Regions from separate parts of the Mus musculus genome. Here region 2 is linked to region 1. Evidence: chromatin contacts called from public promoter capture Hi-C data. All regions are on one chromosome and are shown on one strand. The core of a region is the stretch at or near the end of the contact, and the rest is flanking DNA. Distances in the headings are between cores, read along the strand shown.

Evidence for each region. Promoter capture Hi-C pulls out the DNA fragments that hold promoters and counts their contacts.
Region 2: a contact with region 1 is called in a promoter capture Hi-C map of hippocampal neurons, with 5 times the contacts expected there. The contact joins the promoter of Hmox1 here to the promoter of F2rl3 in region 1. A contact is called at or near these places in 8 of 39 promoter capture datasets (the HPC-7 cell line, cranial neural crest, embryonic stem cells and 4 more) and 5 of 115 datasets of contacts at active chromatin or transcription factors (acute myeloid leukemia, embryonic stem cells, large pre-B cells and 1 more).

The regions. Positions count from the first base shown.
Region 1 is chr8:72,758,405-72,763,846 of GRCm38.p6, forward strand. It overlaps F2rl3 (coagulation factor II (thrombin) receptor-like 3), which reads left to right and starts at 3,255. Exons shown (of 2, transcript NM_007975.4): 1 at 3,255-3,610; 2 at 3,855-5,442. The coding sequence starts at 3,499. The coding sequence ends at 4,933.
Region 2 is chr8:75,090,036-75,095,512 of GRCm38.p6, forward strand. It overlaps Hmox1 (heme oxygenase 1), which reads left to right and starts at 3,583. Exons shown (of 5, transcript NM_010442.2): 1 at 3,583-3,737. The coding sequence starts at 3,715.

The sequences.
Region 1 (5,442 bases), core at 2,005-4,504:
TCTATTTCACACTTGGGTTGTGATTCTACAAACTAATTTGGAGGTGTGGACACTTAGTACAGTGACTAAAGGGACCTTGAGTTTGATCCCCAGGCTCCACCTGGTGGAAGGAGACAAAAAAGCCACATACACTGGGCTTTACTCACAAACTACTTTACATTGTAACAGATTTCTTTTTAAAAAATTATTCTGGGACTAGGTGGTGGTGGCATAGGCCTTTAAGCCCCATCCTGGCAGGAGGATCACTGAGTTTGAGGCCAGCTTGGTTTACAGAGAGTTCAGCATGGCCAGGGCTACACAGAAAAACCCTGTTTAGAGGAAAAAAAAAAAAAAAAAAAAAGAAACCACCATCAACAACAGAAACCATTCATAATGAGGAGCTAGTGAGATGGCTCAGTGGTTAAGAGCACTGGCTGCTCTTGCAGAGGACCCAGGTTCAATTCCCAGCATCTATTGGAGGCTCACACCCATCTAACTCCAGTTTAAACACTCTCTATTGATCTCCACAGCAACTAAGAAAATCATGAGTTATGTGTGTGGTGGAGGAGACTGAGACTGGGTCACACAAAACCCAGCATTAACAGTAACTTAAAAGTTCAAAGCTGGGGCTGCAGAGATGGCTCAGCAGTTAAGAACACTGACTGCACTTCCAGAGGTCCTGAGTTCAGTTCTCAGCACCCACATGGTGGCTCACAACCATCTATAATGGAATCTGATGCCCTCTTCTGGTGTGTCTGAAGAAAATTCCATAGATAGCCTTAGTTCACTTAACACTAAGGTCTCCTCAAGTTTCTTACACATGGTGGATGTGGTGAATGCCCTTCCTTATTTAGGGCTGGAACCGGAGACCTTTCTGTCCTCAGCAAGCCTTGCCCTTACATGTCTCAATGCTGATCCTGATGGACACCCCTCCTCACCTGCTTCTCCCTCCACCCCACCCTGGACACAAACATCCTGGTCCAGACCCCACCCCCCCCTCTGTGTGTGTGTGTGTGACTAGCCTCAGCTCCAGACACAGAAGCTTTTGGGTCACATACACTTAGCAAACCTCCATTCCCTGGTTGTCCCTGAGAAGGCTGGATCCTCCATACCCCTGGCATTTCAAGCCTGTTTCCACTCCAGGGCCTAAGCTATAGGACTGCTCTGCTCATTCACATCCTGCTTGCTTAGGGCTGATGAGGCTGGAAATGGCTGTGCTGGCCTTTGCTCCTCCATCCTAAATGGGTTTCATGTTTCTACACTTTGGCCCCCAGAATCCAGCACACCCTCAGAGACTAGCCTTTTCCTCCAAGGGCACAGGGGTCCTTGAAAGCAGACTTGTGTTTTACATTGCTAGGCATGAACCTGGGTTTTCAGCATGCAGAGTGGCACTGAGCTCCACTCCCTCAGATATGTGTGTACCTGCCTCTCTGAACCTCAGTCTCTTCTCCCCCTTCCCCACCCCTTTGCGGAAAGCTTTGTGTATGTGCATGCAGAGGGCAGAGGTCTAAGTGCTGTGTCTTCCCCTAGCACTCAACTTTATTTTCGGGACAGGGTGTCTCTCTGAATCTGGAGCTCACTGATGGGCTATGTGTACTGACCAGTGAACCTTCAGGACCCCTCTCTCTCCAGCTGCGGTTTACAGATGTGTTCTGCCATGCTCAGCTTGCTTACATGGGTGCTGGGGATTTGAACTCAGGTCCTTATGCTTTCACAGTAACATCTCCATACCAACCCTCTTCCAACCAGTTATTGTGGACTGTTTGTCATCACATAGCCCAGGCTGCACTCAAAATTGCAATTCTCCTGCCTCAGCCTCCAAATGCTGAGATAACAGACTTGCCCACCACCTCATCTGAACACAGAGTCCCCAATTGAGCAGTGCCTGTAACAACTCCCCAAAGTGTCTAGGACACCAAGGCAGCTCAGGGCCCTCTGCTGAGGTCAGGCCACCTACTGCACAGGTCACACCTGGAGCTTTGAGGGCCAGTGACTGGTGCCTCCAAGGGTCCCCACACTCAAACACTTACACTGAATGCCTTACAGCAGGCATATGGAAGGGCATAGACCCCACGCTCACACAGGGGCCTCATTCCTGAATCTCACTTTACTCCTGGCAAGGAGCTGGAACAAGAGAGGCATCCAGATGGCAGGGTGACCCCATCTTAGGGTTTCAGTTGCTGCAACAAAACGCTGTGGCCAAAAACGCAGGTTGAGAAGGAACAAGTTTATTTGGCTTACAGTTTTATATCACTGTTCATTTTTGAAGGTAATCAGGACCGGAACTCCTACAGGGCAGGAACCTGGAGGCAGGAGCTGATGCAGAGGCCAGGGAGGGGTGGGTGCTCCTTACTGGCTTGTTCCCCATGGCTTGCTCAGCCTGCTTTCTTATAGAAGCCAGGACCACCAGCCCAGGGATGGTACCACCCGCAATAGGGCTGGGCCCTCCCCCATTGATCACTAGTTGAGAAAATGTCTTACAGCTGACTCTCATGGATACATTTCCTCAATTGAGGCTTCTTCTCTGATGACTCTAGTGTATGTCAAGTTGATACACAAAACCAGCTAGCACATCCCCCAAGAGGACTTAGGGTACTCTGGACAACAACAATTGTTGATATGGCTTTAGCTTTCACTTACATCTGTCTGTCCGTCCGTCTGGAGACAGGGTCTCACTATGTAGTCCTGGCTGTCCTGGAACTTATTACATAGACCAGGCTATCCTTGAACTCACAGAGATCTGCCTACCTTGGCTTCCTAGAGTGCTGGGATTAAAGGCTGTGCCACCATGCCTACCCTAATTTATGTGTATGTGTGCTTGTGTGTGTATTCAGATGCCAAGATGTACATATGGAAGCCAGAGGACAGAGCCAGAGAGTGGGAGTTCACCCTCTCCCTCCACCATGTGGGCCCTGCATATCGAATGCAGGCCATCAGGCTTGGTGGCAAGCACCTTCTTTACCTGCTGGCATTGTGTGTCGCTTGTTGGTCTGCTTTAACAGAGCCAGGATGCACTGGGATGAGTTATTGTCTTGCCAGCCACAGATAGGAAATAGTGGGTGGCTTCTGGAAGGGCTAAGAATCCCACATGGTGATGACTTGGAGGAAGGCTGGATTGTTATCTAAACAGGAGCTGTGTTACTAGCCAGCAGGAAGTGGCCACTTGATCCACAGATGTTTCCTGGGCTGGGTGAGGTGGGGGATGTTGTGGAGATTTGGTAGGGGGTGGGGAGTAAGGCTGAAGCCTAGGACTCTTTTCTCCCATCCTTGGCCCAGTTCTTTATGAGACATTTTGGAGAGAGAGACCTAGGCAGGACACCCAGACCTCCTGAGTGCACACAGGGACCTTCGATGGGCTCCAGGGTGAGCAAGCAGATCCCAATGGGTCTATGGGGGTGGGAGCTCTGCTGTCTCCCCGAAGGTGCAGTTGCTCCCCACAAGGACTCCGGAAGCCGAGGGTGGAGTTGACAGGGCAGGAAGTCCCAGGCTGCAGCCCAGAAAGCTTCTGATCCTGGCAGCATGTGCTGGCCGCTGCTGTATCCTTTGGTGCTGGGGCTCAGCATCAGCCTGGCAGAGGGCATCCAGACCCCCAGCATCTACGATGATGTAGAGAGTACCAGGGGAAGCCATGGTGAGTGACTGTGTCCCTTAAAGGGGTGGATCAGAAATGGAGCTATTGCTGAGCAGGCTTACAGTCTTAGGTCCCTAAACTCCATGCCTTTGGGACTGGGTTGTATCCTTCCATTAACTGAGTGCTGGAGTGGGGACACTGAGGCACCCACAATGCCTAAGACTCTCAAGGCTATTCTCCTTCATCTTGTATCCCTAAAGGCAGGGCAGAGCAGTGGTTGACTGATGTCCCCTCTCTCCCACAGAAGGCCCTCTGGGTCCCACAGTAGAACTCAAGGAGCCGAAGTCCTCAGACAAGCCTAATCCACGAGGCTACCCGGGCAAATTCTGTGCCAACGACAGTGACACGCTGGAGCTCCCGGCCAGCTCTCAAGCACTGCTGCTGGGGTGGGTCCCCACGAGGCTGGTACCTGCCCTCTATGGGCTTGTGGTGGCTGTGGGGCTGCCTGCCAATGGGCTGGCGCTGTGGGTGCTGGCCACAAGGGTGCCACGCCTGCCATCCACCATTCTGCTCATGAACCTGGCAGTGGCTGATCTGCTGTTGGCCCTGGTGCTGCCACCACGACTGGCTTACCACTTGCGTGGCCAGCGCTGGCCATTTGGTGAGGCTGCCTGCCGGGTGGCCACAGCTGCCCTCTATGGCCACATGTATGGTTCAGTGTTGCTGCTGGCTGCAGTCAGCTTGGACAGATACCTGGCCCTGGTGCATCCTTTGCGGGCCCGTGCACTGCGTGGTCAACGCCTCACTACTGGACTCTGTTTGGTGGCCTGGCTCTCTGCAGCCACCCTGGCCTTGCCTCTCACTCTGCATCGGCAGACCTTCCGATTAGCTGGCTCCGATCGCATGCTGTGTCATGATGCGCTGCCCCTGACTGAGCAGACCTCCCACTGGAGACCGGCCTTCATCTGCCTGGCTGTCCTGGGCTGCTTCGTGCCACTGCTGGCCATGGGCCTGTGCTATGGAGCCACCCTTCGTGCACTGGCGGCCAATGGCCAGCGCTACAGCCATGCACTCAGACTGACAGCCCTGGTACTGTTCTCGGCAGTGGCCTCTTTCACACCTAGCAATGTGCTGCTGGTGCTGCACTATTCAAACCCGAGCCCTGAGGCCTGGGGCAATCTCTATGGAGCCTATGTGCCCAGCCTGGCACTCAGCACCCTCAACAGCTGCGTAGACCCTTTCATCTACTACTATGTGTCCCATGAGTTCAGGGAGAAGGTACGCGCTATGTTGTGTCGCCAGCCGGAGGCCAGCAGCTCCTCTCAGGCCTCCAGGGAGGCTGGAAGCCGAGGGACTGCCATTTGCTCCTCTACACTTCTGTGACTGGTAGCTGAGGTGGGAAGGGGGCATTCTGGCTTGACTGGGTCTCCCCTTAAACTACATCCCTCTTGAACCCTCAGGACATGACCTTATTTGGATATGCAGTTGGTGCGACCTTCATTAGTGGAGCTGAGGTCCACTGGAAATGCTTTTGTAAAAGGTCTGGGTACTATACGTCTGTCACTCCAGCACTAGGGAGGTGGAGAAGAGGATCAGGAGTTCAGGATTATCTTTGACTGTAGTGAATTTGGAGCTAGGCTGGGCTATGTGAGAGTCCAGAGGCAGAAAGGAGTTATGAGGTCACTAGCTAGAGGATGCTGAGAAACCAGAATGGAGTTTCCCTTAGAGCTTCAGGGGATCCAGCCCTAGACACCCTGATTTTGTCAAGGTGCCTCTTAGAACTTCAAACCTTTGTGCTTAGCATGTGTCTGCACAGTGTAGATGTGTCTGCACACATATATTGTATGTGCCTGCGGGTACACAGAGAGGCCAAAGGATGATGGGTGTCTACC
Region 2 (5,477 bases), core at 2,333-4,832, 2.3 Mb after region 1:
GGCTGACTCCTTTCTTAGGTCTGTCCTATTCTGAAATACAGCATGGTTGTCTGTGAGATGAGCTCAGGAGTGTGGGTAGGGTTGGACACTTTCTAGCTTCCTGAGGCTGCCTGTGCATCTCAGCCTTTCGTCTGTGTCCCCCCCATCTTTAGAGGAGGCAGGGTCATCCATCAACTGTGTCTGAACCCATCATGCAATTTGTGATGATCCTGGATCCTGAGGGATGGGCCAGGACAGTGTCATATCTGCCAGACCCTCTGACCATCTTCAGAATCTCTCTCTGGTCCTAATTGTGAGGGTGTGGTGGGGTATTCAGCCAGCCACTGCAGGAGGAAGGAGGGCATGGATTGGGATCTTTCTGGTGCAGGAGGCAAAGGAGTCCAAAAGCCAAGTCAGTGTGTGCACAGGGGAGAGGAGAGAGGCTGAGAGGGGACTAGCACAGTCTGGCATGGCTGCTTCAGTCCCTAAATCCTGTTTAGTTTATCATCTAGCTACATCTGCGGCTCCTAGAGAACAAGCCAAACACCAGGAGTCAGAAACCCAGCATCAGTAAGCGTGTCTCTGAGAGGTGCATAACCGGAGTCCGTGCCTTAGTCTTTGGGTACCCCAGCTCCCCATGTGAAAAGGGGGACTCCTGTTGTGAGTTTCATCTTTCTGGAGACCTTGGAATGACAGGCTCTAGAGCTGCAGACTTCTCATTATTCCCCCTAAAGTCCTAGATCCTCTGTGAAAGAGCTTGGGATAGGGTGACTGGGGGAGGTCTGACTTTCTATTACCAGGACTAGAATTCTGGTTCTGCCATCAATATTGCTGTGTGACAAGAAAATTCCTGGCTTCCCTATTCCTCATTAGAATCAAATAGAATATAGATGTCAATGGCAGCTGTACAGATCTTGTGGGCTGCTGTCAGGGTTAGGAGAGCTTTGGCACACAGCAAGTGTTCTACAAAGGTTGGCTGGGATTGCACCTTTCGATCAGAGCTTGGTTTCAGCCTTTCTGGCACTGTAGTGACATGGAAGCCAGACAGCTGCACCCCATTCTCAAGGGGAGTCCTGATGCAGCCACTCATTCTGACAGTTATTAACTGCCAGCTACTTGCCAGGCACAGACCCCATCCTGGGGATTTACAAAGCAAAATGAACAGTGTCCCTGCCCACCTGCTTTCCAGGTCACCCCGGGGGAAGATGGTCCTTACCAGAAGACCTAGAGAAACACTTGCTTGTTGGCAGTGGTCATGGCCACTTTTCCTGCCAATCCATTCGAAGGCAGAAGATATGCCACCTGCTTTCCAGGGACTGTGAACGTCCTCCTGTTACAGTGAACTCACATCCTTATCTTAAGCCTCAGTGTCCTGGTTTGTAAAGCCAGCTGATACCTGTACTTCTTTGGTGGAGTTCCTGAGAGAGTGAAATGAGTTGTCTGCATGCCGGGTGTGTGTGTGTGTGTGTGTGTGTGTGTGTGTGTGTTCTTCCGTTATTATGAGCTGTTATTCCATTGTCACTGCTTCTCGTGGCAGAGAAATGGCAGCTCTCTTTACCGTGTGCCACAGATTCTTGGGTACATGCAGGTGAGACTTGGCCATCCCATTCCCCTCTGTGGGGAATCAACCCTTGATGGGCAGTTGTTGACTTCCATTCTCCTTCTCTCAGAGTCGAGGACTTAGAACCACCATTTCATTTTAGCCTTAAAAACAGAAGAAGAGCGAGTCATGGTAGTGCACGCCTTTAATCCCAGCACTTGGGAGGCAGAGGCAGGCAGATCTCTGAGTTTGAGTTTTGCCTGGTCTTCTGAGTTTGAGGCCAGCCTGGTCTACAAAGTGAGTTCAAGGACAGCCAGGGCTACACAGAGAAACCCTGTTTTTTTTGGGGGGGGGAAGAAAGAAAATATAATGTCCAAAATTAACTGTAAATCCCTCCTGCTTAGGAACACCAGAGGTAACTACCCGAATGCAGGGAGTTGTAGGTCATGGGAAAGTACTGAGCCTATAGGTTTGTCCTTATAAACCCCTGAAACATGAGGCTCAAGGCCATTATCAGCTGGGAAATCCCAGAGAACATACCTGGTCAAAGTCCATCCCCAAAGGTTAGTATTTAATATTTAAAGCTTGCTTCTAACTTGGCCCAAAATGTTGGAGTTGGTTTTTCTGGAGAATCTCAGGATTAACAAAACAAAGAAACAAAAGAATGAAATCTTTGTTGACATCAAAAGTCATTTTGAGGCTGGAGAGATGGCCTGTGGTTGACAGTACTTTCTGCTCTTACAGAGGACTTGAATTCAGTTGTGAGCATGGGCAGCTCACTACCACCTTAATTCCCAGTTCTAGGGGATCCAATGCCCTTTTCTGGCCTTCTCAGGCACCTATATGCACCCAGCATGAATGCATGCATACATATACATGGGCCTATACACACACATAAAATAAATAATATTCTTTTCATTGTTGTCTTCTCCAGACAGGGTTTCTCTGTGTAACCTCTGCTGTCCTGGAACTCACTCTGTAGACCACACTGGTTCCAAACTCACAGAGATCTGCCAGCCTCTGCCTCCTAGGTGCTAGAATTAAAGGAATGTGCCATCACTACCCAGAAAATAGTAAATACTTTTTAAAGAAATATTTTAAGAAGTAAATACTTTTAACAACAACAAAAGAGGACATACAAAACTATGGAGGCTTTGAAGAACCACCCAGTATGTCTGTGTCATGTCTGTTCTGTACTGAAGAGTCCAGCTCATCAGGAATTCAGAAGGTGAATTCCAAGCCTTACCCTGCTAAGCAGCAGTGGGTATCTGTGGTGATAGATGTGTCAGAGCTATGTGTCCTGACTTCACAGTCTTCTGTACCTGGGCATCAGGAAGTCATGGTGTGGACCAGGTTCTAGGAGAGCGCCGAGAAGGCAGCCAAACACTCGGGTGCTGCACTCCATGAGACCCTGGGCAGAACACTTCAACCTCCAGCTCAGATTCCCCACCTGTAAAACTGGAGCCATCTATGTCCCCACCATGATATATAGGGATAAACCATGGAAAAGTTAATCAAGGCAAGTGTCAGCAAACCAAGCAGAACTGTGAACATAAAGGATTGAAAAAACCAGCTATCCTAAGAGTTCCGGGAAGGTAGACTCAGGTAGTGTGGGTCAATCCCTGGGTTTGCCCACCAGCATCTCACATTTAGGATCGTCTTATAGTTCTGAAACCTTCAAGATTCCTGAAGGGCTACTCCCGTCTTCCTGTCACTGAGTAGAGTAGAGGGTTCTGGAAAGGACCCAAATTCTGCCAAGAGGCAACTCATTCAGATCTCTTCTCTTCTCTTCTCTTCTCTTCTCTTCTCTTCTCTTCTCTTCTCTTCTCTTCTCTTCTCTTCTCTTCTCTTCTCTTCTCTTCTCTTCTCTTCTCTTCTCTTCTCTTTTTTTTCTCTCTCTCTCCCTTTTTTTTGTAACAGACTTGCCAGAGTCATATGATTTATCCCCTTACAGGCAGGGCCCGCCTCCGGGCTGGATGTTGCAACAGCAGCGAGAACGCCGGCTCAGCTGGGCGGCCACCACGTGACCCGCGTACTTAAAGGGCTGGCGCGGGCAGCTGCTCGCTCACGGTCTCCAGTCGCCTCCAGAGTTTCCGCATACAACCAGTGAGTGGAGCCTGCCCGCGCAGAGCCGTCTCGAGCATAGCCCGGAGCCTGAATCGAGCAGAACCAGCCTGAACTAGCCCAGTCCGGTGATGGAGCGTCCACAGCCCGACAGGCAAGCGACTGTGTGGGGAAGGGAGCTGTGACCGGTGTCCCTTATCCTGCCTGGGAATGCAGGCTGCGGGGCCAGGGGACGAGTTACCGCCCAGTCTACCTGTAGCTATGGGAAGCTGGAGGGAGAAAATGTGATTCACTCCTCTGACACGCTGGAGGTGACGATTGGGAGTGTCTTGTAGTATCCAGGTTTGAGGGATGGTGAACGCACTGCTAAGTCCTGGAACCCGTACTCACTATTCTTGGGGTTGGGGGTTGGGGAGCTTGTCTTTTGCTGGCGCGGAGTGGTCACTTATCAATTTCCAACCTCAGACGATTTGTAAGATGCAGGGAGGCCAGTAGCAGAACTAGAGGGTGCTGAGGTTGGGGTGTTTTTTGTTTGGGGGTGTGTGGGGAGAGGAGGGGTTTTTGTGTGTTTTGTTTTGGAGACAGGGTCTATGTAGTCCTGGAACTCTGGAACTCCCTAGTAGATCAAGTTGGCCTTGAACTCCAGTTCGCTTCACTTTGCTTCCTGAGATTGAACGTGCTCCACCACCATGCTTGGCTTCTCCTCCTCCTCCTCCTCCTCCTCCTCCTCCTCCTCCTCCTCCTCCTCCTCCTTCTCCTCCTCCTCCTCCTTCTCCTCTTTGACTTTTGAGACAGAGTTCCTCTTTGTAGCCCTGGATGTCTTGGAATTCACTCTGTAGATCCGGCTGGCCTAGAACTCAGAGATCTGTCTGCTTCTGCCTCCCTAGTGCTGACATTAGAGGCATGTGCCATTCCACCCAGCTCTTTTTTTTTTTTTTTTTAATAAACCCAATCATACTTTTTTTAAAAAAAAGTTTTTTTTTAAAATATTTATGTATTTATTTATTTATTTATTTAATGTATATGAGTACACTATAGCTGTCATCAGACACAGCAGATGAAGGTGTCAGAACCCACCATGTGGTTGCTGGGAATTGAACACAGGACCTTTAGAAGAGCAGTCAGTGCTCTTGACCGCTGAGCCACCTCTCCAGCCCACCAACCTTATTTTTATATTTTTATTTAAAGTGTCTCATTACATTTTATTTATTGTGCATGTAGAGTGACACATTAAACATGTGAAGGTCAGAGGACTTGAAAGGAGTCATTTCTCAGACCACCATGTGGGTTCCAAGAAAGATTGGCTTATCAGGCATGGTGGCAAGTGCTTTTCCTGGCTGAGCCTCCTTCCAGTGTTTAATCCTCATCCCTGACTTTAGCAGTAAGGATTGAATTTAGTACTTCAGACATTCTAGGCAAGCACTGTACCACTAAGGTACAGTATCGGCACCTTTTTGATTTAAAGATCGTGCCGGACTGGTCTGAAACTCTCCAATCCTCCTGCTGGATTACAGAAACTATTTAATGCAGATACTTTGAGTATAGAGCGTGTGTGTGTGTGTGTGAAAGTTGGATTTGGTGGGTTTGTTTGTTTGTTTGTTTGTTTTGAGACTCTTCCTATATAGCCCTGTGCTGAACTTCCTTCACTATGTAGACAGACCAGGCTGACATCAAACTAAGAGATCTGCCCTCCCTCTGCCTCCTGAATGCTGGAATTAAGGATGTGTAACATCACACTCCGCTGGTTGTAAAATCTGTAGCTGAATTTTTTAAAGAAATGTCTTCAGGTTGGATCTAAAAGCTCACCAAAGTCTCTACCCTTAGCCAGGCTGTGGTGGTGCATGTTTTTAATCCCAGCACTCAGGAGGCAGAGGTAAGCAGATCTCTGAATTTG